Linked DNA regions of Gossypium hirsutum: region 1 is linked to region 2. A link is a contact called in public Hi-C data. All regions are on one chromosome and are shown on one strand. Each heading gives the region's core, a stretch centred on a gene start, on an enhancer-like site or on the middle of the called end of the contact. The rest is flanking DNA. Distances are from core to core; before and after follow the strand shown.

Evidence for each region. A called contact is a pair of places that touch in the nucleus more often than the background predicts.
Region 1: a contact with region 2 is called in a Hi-C map of leaf, with 4 times the contacts expected there. The contact joins the promoter of LOC107899523 here to the enhancer-like site in region 2. A contact is called at or near these places in 19 of 34 Hi-C or Micro-C datasets (anther, callus, cotyledon and 4 more).

Annotation. Positions count from the first base shown.
Region 1 is chrD04:47,840,399-47,844,798 of Gossypium_hirsutum_v2.1, reverse strand. It overlaps LOC107899523 (auxin transporter-like protein 2), which reads right to left and starts at 2,106. Exons shown (of 9, transcript XM_016825261.2): 1 at 1,136-2,106; 2 at 681-901; 3 at 400-585; 4 at 185-297; 5 at 1-71. The coding sequence starts at 857.
Region 2 is chrD04:47,781,594-47,785,989 of Gossypium_hirsutum_v2.1, reverse strand. No RefSeq gene overlaps it. Among protein-coding and RNA genes, the nearest start is that of LOC107899048, 22 kb to the right of the region's middle. Within about 2 kb of position 1,454, at least 3 of the 9 cell types and tissues checked have an H3K27ac peak or open chromatin away from gene starts, as enhancers often do. A contact at or near this core is called in hypocotyl and leaf, where this site is marked.

The DNA of each region.
Region 1 (4,400 bases), core at 857-3,356, 58 kb before region 2:
TTGCGCAGCAAGCTCCAAAAATATAGGTCCATGTCCTTTTGTCCAATTTATCATTGATGTAGTAAATATTGCTGTTATCATACAAGTAACAGAAATGGTTAAAAAAGAATGATACCCAGTTTCAGAATCAGCTTAAATTTGAGGTTGAATGGAGAAGAAAGATGAATAGTTTACGTATACTAACCTTGCACAAGCTATAAGTTGTATGACAGATCCGAATAAGAGGAAGGTACAGTTGAAGGCAAGTCCAGCTGCCTTCCAGTATGGACCCAGCAGCCCATCAAGCACTTCAAACCACTGCAATCCCAAAACAGTGTAGTAGTTAACAACAGTGATCGTTTGAGATTTTTTTTTTCCTAGGGTTCTTCTGCTAACTAAGCAATAACAAGCAACACGAACCTGGATGACATGGTTCTTGAAGCTGACGTTCTCTTTCTCTTTCCTGCTTCTGTACTCTATATAGAGCACACTGATGATATAGGCAGTCCAGCTTCCCATTAGTCCATAGAATACCTGAAGCAGAATTCCCGACAGCATACCCAGTTGAGAGAAAGAATAGGGTAGTGTCAACAGCACTTGAGCCACCTAGGGAAGAGGGAAAAAGAAAAAGATAGTCATTTTAAGAGCAGAGAAGGAAATGATGGGTTGAACGTAGTAATGGTTGTGTTGGAAAAGAGTACTTGATTGGAAGCGCAGCTGAACCAGGCATCCCAAGCTGAGCCACCATGCCAGAGGAGGTTTTTAACACTAAACAATGATTGTTGTTCTTCTTCATCTTTGTCTTCTTCTCTGGTTTCAAGTTCCATCTCGGTTAAGTTTGAGACTATTGCTTCTTCTGCTTGCTTCTGAGGCAACATTGTCTTGGTTTTTCTCTAAAGCCAATGTCTAAATCCTGGTAGATCTGGAACATATAAAAGACAATCAATGAGACAAAAAAAAAACTATGTCTATAATCAAAACGGATCAGTCCCAAGATAACGAAAGTCAATAGCACCCCAGATCCAAAACCCCAGCAATCTCATCCAATACGTAGAAAAAGATAAACTAAAACTTCCATCCCATAGAGAACAAAAAGGAAATAGTGTTATTGACATTTTTCACTATCCCAACCAAAGAGAAAGAAACTTCCCCCTACCCTGACTACCACTTTGAACGAACCTTGTTTCTGAGTTGTCTCTTTCGTGTAAAGAAAAAAAAAAGGATTGTAGAAAATCAAGCAGAGATCTATCAATGACCCAAGAATGAGTGGGATTTAAAAGGGTGTCCTTTGCTTGAGTTGATCTATCACCTTTATTTGTTTTCTCCTTCTCAAGAATGGAAAAAGAACAGACTTTGATAAAAGTATTGTATCAGATGGAAAAAAAGGAAAAGCCAAAGAAGGTATATTGGAGGGGGCAGTGTGAGAGTTTATGACTTCTCCATCCCAAGAGTTGGCAGAGAGAAAGAGAGAGAGGGGTTTTATATGGTTCCTGAAATAATTGCCACAGTAAAGCTCCTTACTTTAATGCAGCCACCAATTTCCTCAGCTGAAAGAAAAAATATATATATGAAAAATGAAATCAGTGCAGTGAATCAGCCAAAGACGGCGAGCCCTTAAAAGAAGGGAAAAGGAAAATATCTCACTCTCCTCCCCTCACCCAACTCAACTTAAAAGAAGGTATACAGTGGTTGAATAAAAGACCCTTTTTGCTTCTATTCAACTAGCTATTTATATAATGATATACAGTACCATTTCATCATACAGGATTTCACTATTTGTGTTTTCAACTCCTACCCTCAACAGTAAGGGGAAGAAAAGGGTGAGAGTGACTAAACCCCGAATTGGGAGTGAAATCCACTTGGGATTCGATGCTTGGGGATATTGTGTGGGTTGGTTTGGGTGGGTGAAGAGAGAATTAGAGATCCAAGCGACTGAGACGTTGTTCTAATCACAAATGAGTGTGAGACTCAACCTAACCAAAACCATTACACCCTTCGCTTTTTATAGCAGAGCCCCTTTGCCAACTTCAACAGCTAACTTATTCATCCCTGTCAAGTGCTTGCTTGCATTTATGAAACGGTGGCTCAGTGCATGCCAGGATTATTTTATTTATTTATATCTATCTCTAAACTTCTCGTTTCCGATGCTCTTAAATTACGTTATTTTAAAGAAATACTGCTGCTGTTGGTATTGCCTAAGCTGAAGGCTGAAGCTTAGATCCAAATCCAAATATAGGGGGTCTATTAAATTCCGTAGTGTCTTGTATTGTAATGCTGGATTCAATTTTTCCTATTCAATGGAGACTTCATCAACCCCTCCCCCAATCAATGTAAAGGAATCCCCATCTCCCACTCTATCTCACCAACGCGTCAACTTAACTGCCAATCATTATTTCCACAACTTGTCCAGTGTAACCGGGGCGTTGTTCGCACGCTCCTTACGGCTCTGGTGGTAACACTTGACCAAAGTCCCCCCCATGTAAAGATACGATGAGAATTTTTTCTAAGAAATTAAATATAATCATGATTATAGTTGTCACTTGAATTGAATTTGAATAATTGGGTATATTAATTTAAACTCAAGATTTAATTGAGTTATTCAAGTTTTAATTTTTGTACGCAGATTAAAACTCAAACTTGATTCAGCTTAATCGTATTTAAGCTTGAATTCGTTGGTATTTGTGTTCTTTTTATATAATAAAAGTAATAATATAGTTACAACTAAAAAATATATAAAATTAAAATTGTTTAAATAAAAACAAAAAATAATGTATTTATAAAATAAATAGACAATGCATTAATTAAAACCATTTTGATATATCAAACCAAACGTATAAGTAATAACCTGAAACTTGGACGGCTCAACTCATTGTGTGGCCCTTTAATCGGACGGCTTCATCGTGTGGCCCATTGTGGCCCGCTCTCCATTATCTTCACAATTCATTAAAACTCCCAATTTCATTTACTTTTGTTAGGAAAAAAAATAGAATTTATATTTATTTCAACTTTTTTACAAAGAATAATTGGTAACAAAATTCAATAAATATTAATAGTGTTCGCTAGATATCCTAATTTTGATAGGAAAAAGGTGTGGACAGATTTCAATTAAAAATAATTAAAATTTATATTATTATTTTTTAAGTGTTTGAGTGAGTTGGTGATCCTATCTTAATTAGAAAATACTAAAAAATTAGTTTTTTTCTTTATAAAATGAAAAATATTACTATGATTATGTGTTGTTTTAAATATTTTTATATATATATTTTTTAAAAAATACACATAATAAAATCTAAATTTAAAACACCATAATATTTAACATTTCAACTATAACCTCATTTAATTTTTTTTATCACATAAGGTTTTTGTTTTCACCTACAAATATGCCACAACCTAGTATAAGTTAATAGCTTGCTAAGAACATATCACTAAATCTATGAGAAAAGCTGTCATAATTAATTTATCCAAATTAAAGTACTTAAAGAAGGTGGTGAGGGCGGCAATGGTGGTGCGGAGCCACCACAGGAAACACCCACGAAGACCCGTTCAAAGGGGGATTTGTCGGCTTGGTGAGGGTTATGAGCTTGGCCCTCGCTACTCATCCAGCACATCTTCCACTATTGCTTTGCTCACTTCAAAAGAAAACTAAAAAAAAAAAAATCCATCCCAAGTTAATCCCTCTTTAGTCATTACTCAATACTTTTGCCTCTCCTTTCCATCTCCCTTTGAGCTAAGTGACTCTACATTTTGACCAGTAAAATCCACGTAAGTTTTATTGTTGAAAACTATGAGAAGACTGAAAAAATGTTTGAGGGAATATCCATTTCTTGACCAATTTTCAATAGATTAGATTATTTCCATATTTGAGTTATTGATAATTTATTGAATTAAATTTTTGGATTGTGCTGATATTGTGGAATGTATCTATTCCACCAACGAAGATCATATCACTTAAAAAAACATATATGGAGGATAGGATCAAGTTTATCGAATCCTTTGGATCAAGGAAATTAGATTGGATCGAATCACTGAAGACTTAGCTGCTAGTAATCCTTGTTTACCTTGTTTGTGATTATTATATTGTATTCAACTTTTTTAGTTGTTGTTAAATAGTGATTATGATGGATCTTCTTTATGTTTGCAAGTCTTGAAATAGTCTATATAATTGAGAGACTTGTTTAGGTTGATGTACAGAATATAAAGAGCACTAATCTGTTAAAATGAGGAACATTATTTGTGAGAGTGAATTTCTGATTGTAAAACTTTTGTGCTGTGGTTTTACAAACTAAGTTCTTAGGAGGAGAATTTAATGGTGAGAAATCTAGTCTTCAAAGGTACAAGAGTGAGAAATTGTCAGGAGATGTGATAGATTTAAGTTCACTGGTTGTAATTGTTTGAGTATAGTAGATTATTTTCACTGAACT
Region 2 (4,396 bases), core at 205-2,704:
TTTATTCAGTCTCTTCACTATGATTTTTAAATTAGACATTGATGTTGATGATTAGGGTTTAAGGATGATGACATTTACTCTTAATGAATCAATATCTATACTACCATATATATATAGAAGGCCTTCCACACTTGTCATTGCTATTTTTTACATTATTAACAAAATAGTTAAATTTCAATTCTGAATCTTCTATTTTTTAACTATGTAAAAATATTAAATTTTAATTTTTGACATAATTTTGTACTTCGACATTTATAATGTCATTAGTTAGTCTAAATATTTTATTCTAATTAAACTATCAAATGTAAATTTAAAGAATTGTTAACATCGTTAAATTTTTTGTTAAATTCAAGTCAATTACATTGTTATTTTTGGTGACACATGATTATCGAGTGAGTACTTTGTTTTTAAAAAAAGGTAGAATGTCACACCAACAAATTTAATAGAAGAATTTTAACGGTGCTAATAACTAGATTTGAATTTTTAAATTTGAAAAATAGAGGGACGAAATTCCAAATATACAGAGAGAGTTCTATCTTTTTTTTTTCTTTACTCTTTTTCTCATTTCTTACATATCAAATAACTAAATTACCCTCTAGAACAACATATTTCGTTGCTTGTTCTTCAAAGAATGAAATCAAATTGAAGCATATTAAAACTTGGGGAGAACTTCTATATTATGGTATATATTTGATATTGGTAGCTAAGATTATTCTTAATGAATTAAAACCTAAGGAATGACATCAATAATGCGTGATGTTCTTTCATTAGCAAAATATTCAAACGTCAAAATTCAATACATGCTGTCGTAAGTCTTACATGAATTTTTGTTCCTCTCAATTATTAATAATTAAATTTAAATTATTTTATAATTTTATTTCCACCTCCAACAACATCAGATTCCTAACTTTGCCTTGCTGATATGTATGGAAGAAAACCTTCTTCTTTTTTTGTACAGTAGTTTTTGTCATTAGTCCCCACTTTCATGGTTGCAAAATGGAAAACTTATGGGGTCTTTTTCCATATCTTAGCCTGTGTGCTTAAGACTTAAAGAGGTTTATAAGTTGATTGCACATCGTTTTCCATTTTGATGAAACAACAATTGGTGGTTGAATGAGCTGCTGATCAGGAAGAACATTTCTCCAGGCTTCAATTACCCATCAATCATTTTATTGACTTTGAGAGACTTTTTTTTTTTGGTATTCATGTGGCAAGGAGAAGCTCTTCCCTTTCCCATTCTCTAAGCTAAGACTAAGAGAGTTTTGGGTTTTGTAAAAGGTCCATTAGGCCATCACCTTATACTTTTTATTCATCTTCATAAATAAAAATAAAAAGGATAATTCAAAGAGGAAAAAAAGCGAAGCCCATTTGGATCTTGTATGGTCAAACTATGGGCATGGCGGCCATTGATAGGACCCATGATCTTAAGGAATGGGATCCACTTAGATTTGGAATATAAGGGGTTGGTTAGCTTGAGGTGACTCCATCAAATGTACAAAATTACAATTGTATCATCACCTTGTAAAGAGATGAGTGGGGGTTTTAATATAGGTTTAGCTTTCATTTAGAGGGGCATATTGCGATTTATACTAAGTTCTCATAGCTTGTCAAACATCAAACATTAATGGCGCCTCAATGACTTAGAGGATAATATGAACTAGGAAAGTTGGGTTTTTAATTATTTGGAGGTATCGGAGACAGACATTCGAGAGGGGTCCCTTGTGCCATCAATACCCACCCTTCATGAATCCCCATGCATACACAATGGAAGGCCCGGCCACGTGAATTGTTGTCTTCTCCTAACATTTCTTGCTTGAGATCTTTGTTACAATTGTCCATTATCTTTGTCAAATGGACATAAATTGGAGCCTAGCTTAACCTAGTTCACAATTTGTTAATGCCATGATTTATGGTTAGTACAACTTTATACTGTCCCAACTCCCAACAAACATGAAATGAGAGATCTTGACTCTAAACTACTCTTAAAACTTTTCCAGGCCTTATGTCCAACTTAACTTTGCTTGTTTGTCTCTTAACTCTTGAAAGCCCCGCAAGAAAATTAGTCTTTTCGTGTTGGTTTGGAAAGTTGAGATATAGATATTTGAAGACCCTTTCGATGGAATTGTCACAATCCACTATATATGAGCTGCACCATGAGAACATAATCCGGAATTATTCTCTTTGGACCACCATAAGTTACCACTTTTAAATACATTTTTAGATATCTGACAAACATATAAATAAATGTAAAATAGATATCAATTAAACTAGGTCTCAAATCTCTACAGAGTTCATTCGTTATTATTGTGACTTTGATTAAAATACATCTAACTTGTAGATACAGAACAATTCTAGCTTTTACTCTTACAAGATGACCGATTTTTGATGACCTAGGTCGTAGCCATGATAGGAATCAAATCAAACTGATTCTCAAATGATTATTTTCAACACCATTAGTCCTTTAAAGATTATAGACACCGGCGAATTAGTGGGCATCTTTTGACTTAGGGATACCTCTGTTTCCATTATAACTTGCTTTAGAAGCAAGAGAGTTTGTAAAAACACGGCGTTGGTAATGCCTCCACACCGTAGAAAAAGCTCGCAAGACACACGAGCCAACAGGAGACAGTGTGTTTCATGGGCCTCATAGTCAGTCTTCTCCAAGTTTGGTAAGGGAAACTGAGTACTCAAACTTTATAAGCAAGGGACGGAGGAGTTAAAAGTTGAAAATCTATGGATAAAATAAGAAAGAATACATACCCCCGGGCAGTCCCCATTTTACACGTGAAAACATAATTTACTTTATCTTTTTGCCTTTGCTCTCAGCTCATTCTGACTTGTTTCATTACAAACGGTTTGCGAGTTGGAGTGGATTTTGTTTTCCCTTTCTTTAGAAAAGTTGTCCAAACCCGTTTGACTCCTTGAATATTTGATTTCCAAAGGCCAGACCTCAATTTTGTTAGTATATATTCATTTGTTTTATTAGGGATGTGATTGATTGAGCTTTGAGGGTGCTACTTGGAACAAAAAAAAGAAGCCTAAACGTTGTCTTTTTTGCTTTGCTAAGAACAAATAGTGAAATTCATGGCCTACACGTTTTAAATATTGCAGGATTAGAAGTCAGTTCAAATGGAAGGCTTAAGCTGATAAAATTAGTAGTATCAAATTATGGCCTTAGCGTTATATCATTTTCTGCCTCAATTCTCTCTCCCACTATCATTTTCCTCTTCTCTTTTTTTCTTTTTTTTTTTCTGTTTTTGTCATTGCACGAATGGATTGGATACCTTTTGTGGCAGACACCACGGAACCCACAGCAAAACTTCTTTCAAGATTCCCGGCAAAGTCAACTGCAAGCAAACTACGTAGTGGATTCTCCCACCACACCCCGTCTTTCATATTTCCGGATGACTGCCCTGTTATTCCTTTAATGTATTCTTTTTTTGAATCATAGATAGAGCTACAAATAGATTAGATTCAAGTTTTTAGTTCACATTCATCTCCATACGTAAACAACTTTTATTCCTTGATAAATTAATAGCATTAAATTTTAGAGTTTTTTTTTAAGAATTTTACACGAAAAATAAATTTAGACATAATCCAAGTATATATATATATATCAATTTATGAGCATTGAAACTCAAACCTGAACCGCACATTCGCTAATTTGAGGGCCTTTTAATCTTTTCAGTCTCCATGCAAATTGGCACTAAACTAACAACGAAAAGGTTTTGTATTTCAATGGGCCTCAAAGATGGGGGAGAGGGCAACTATTTGGAAGTGGGCATTGAGCATTTAAATGAAATATCATAAATGGGACTGGGTCAGAAAAAGCTTGTTAAATCTAGTGATGTAGGGTTTTGAATGTAACCCGGTTTCTTAAGTACAAGTGAAGCCCAGCAATCTAAAATAAAATCTACCGTGAAAGCCCTGTTAAGATTTCAGATCTTCGATGTGGGTCTTCTCAGTTAGGTCCTTCTCGACTCCAATATGATAAGCCTTAGGTTGGCAGTATCCAGTTGAACTAATATCCCACCCACCACCTCATTTTGCTTCCAATACCTCTCTTGTTTCAAGCTAGCCGATTTAACCTTACCCTCTATTTGTGTTTCAGGATTGACTTAATCTTGTGATTCATTTTTTATCAGTGGATATCTCATCTAATGCTTCATTTTCCACGCATTTTAATGGATGTATATATACATATATATTATCTTTCAACTTGAAGCTAATGACTCAATGTAATGACAGTAATTAGGCAAACTTCTGATATTAGGTGTAAGTTGCGCTTTTAGTACTTATAGTCTAATTTGGACATTTATAGTCCTTATATTTTTTAATTTTATAATTTCAATCCTAATCGAAATAGTAACCATTAAACTCATTAAGCTGCATTTTA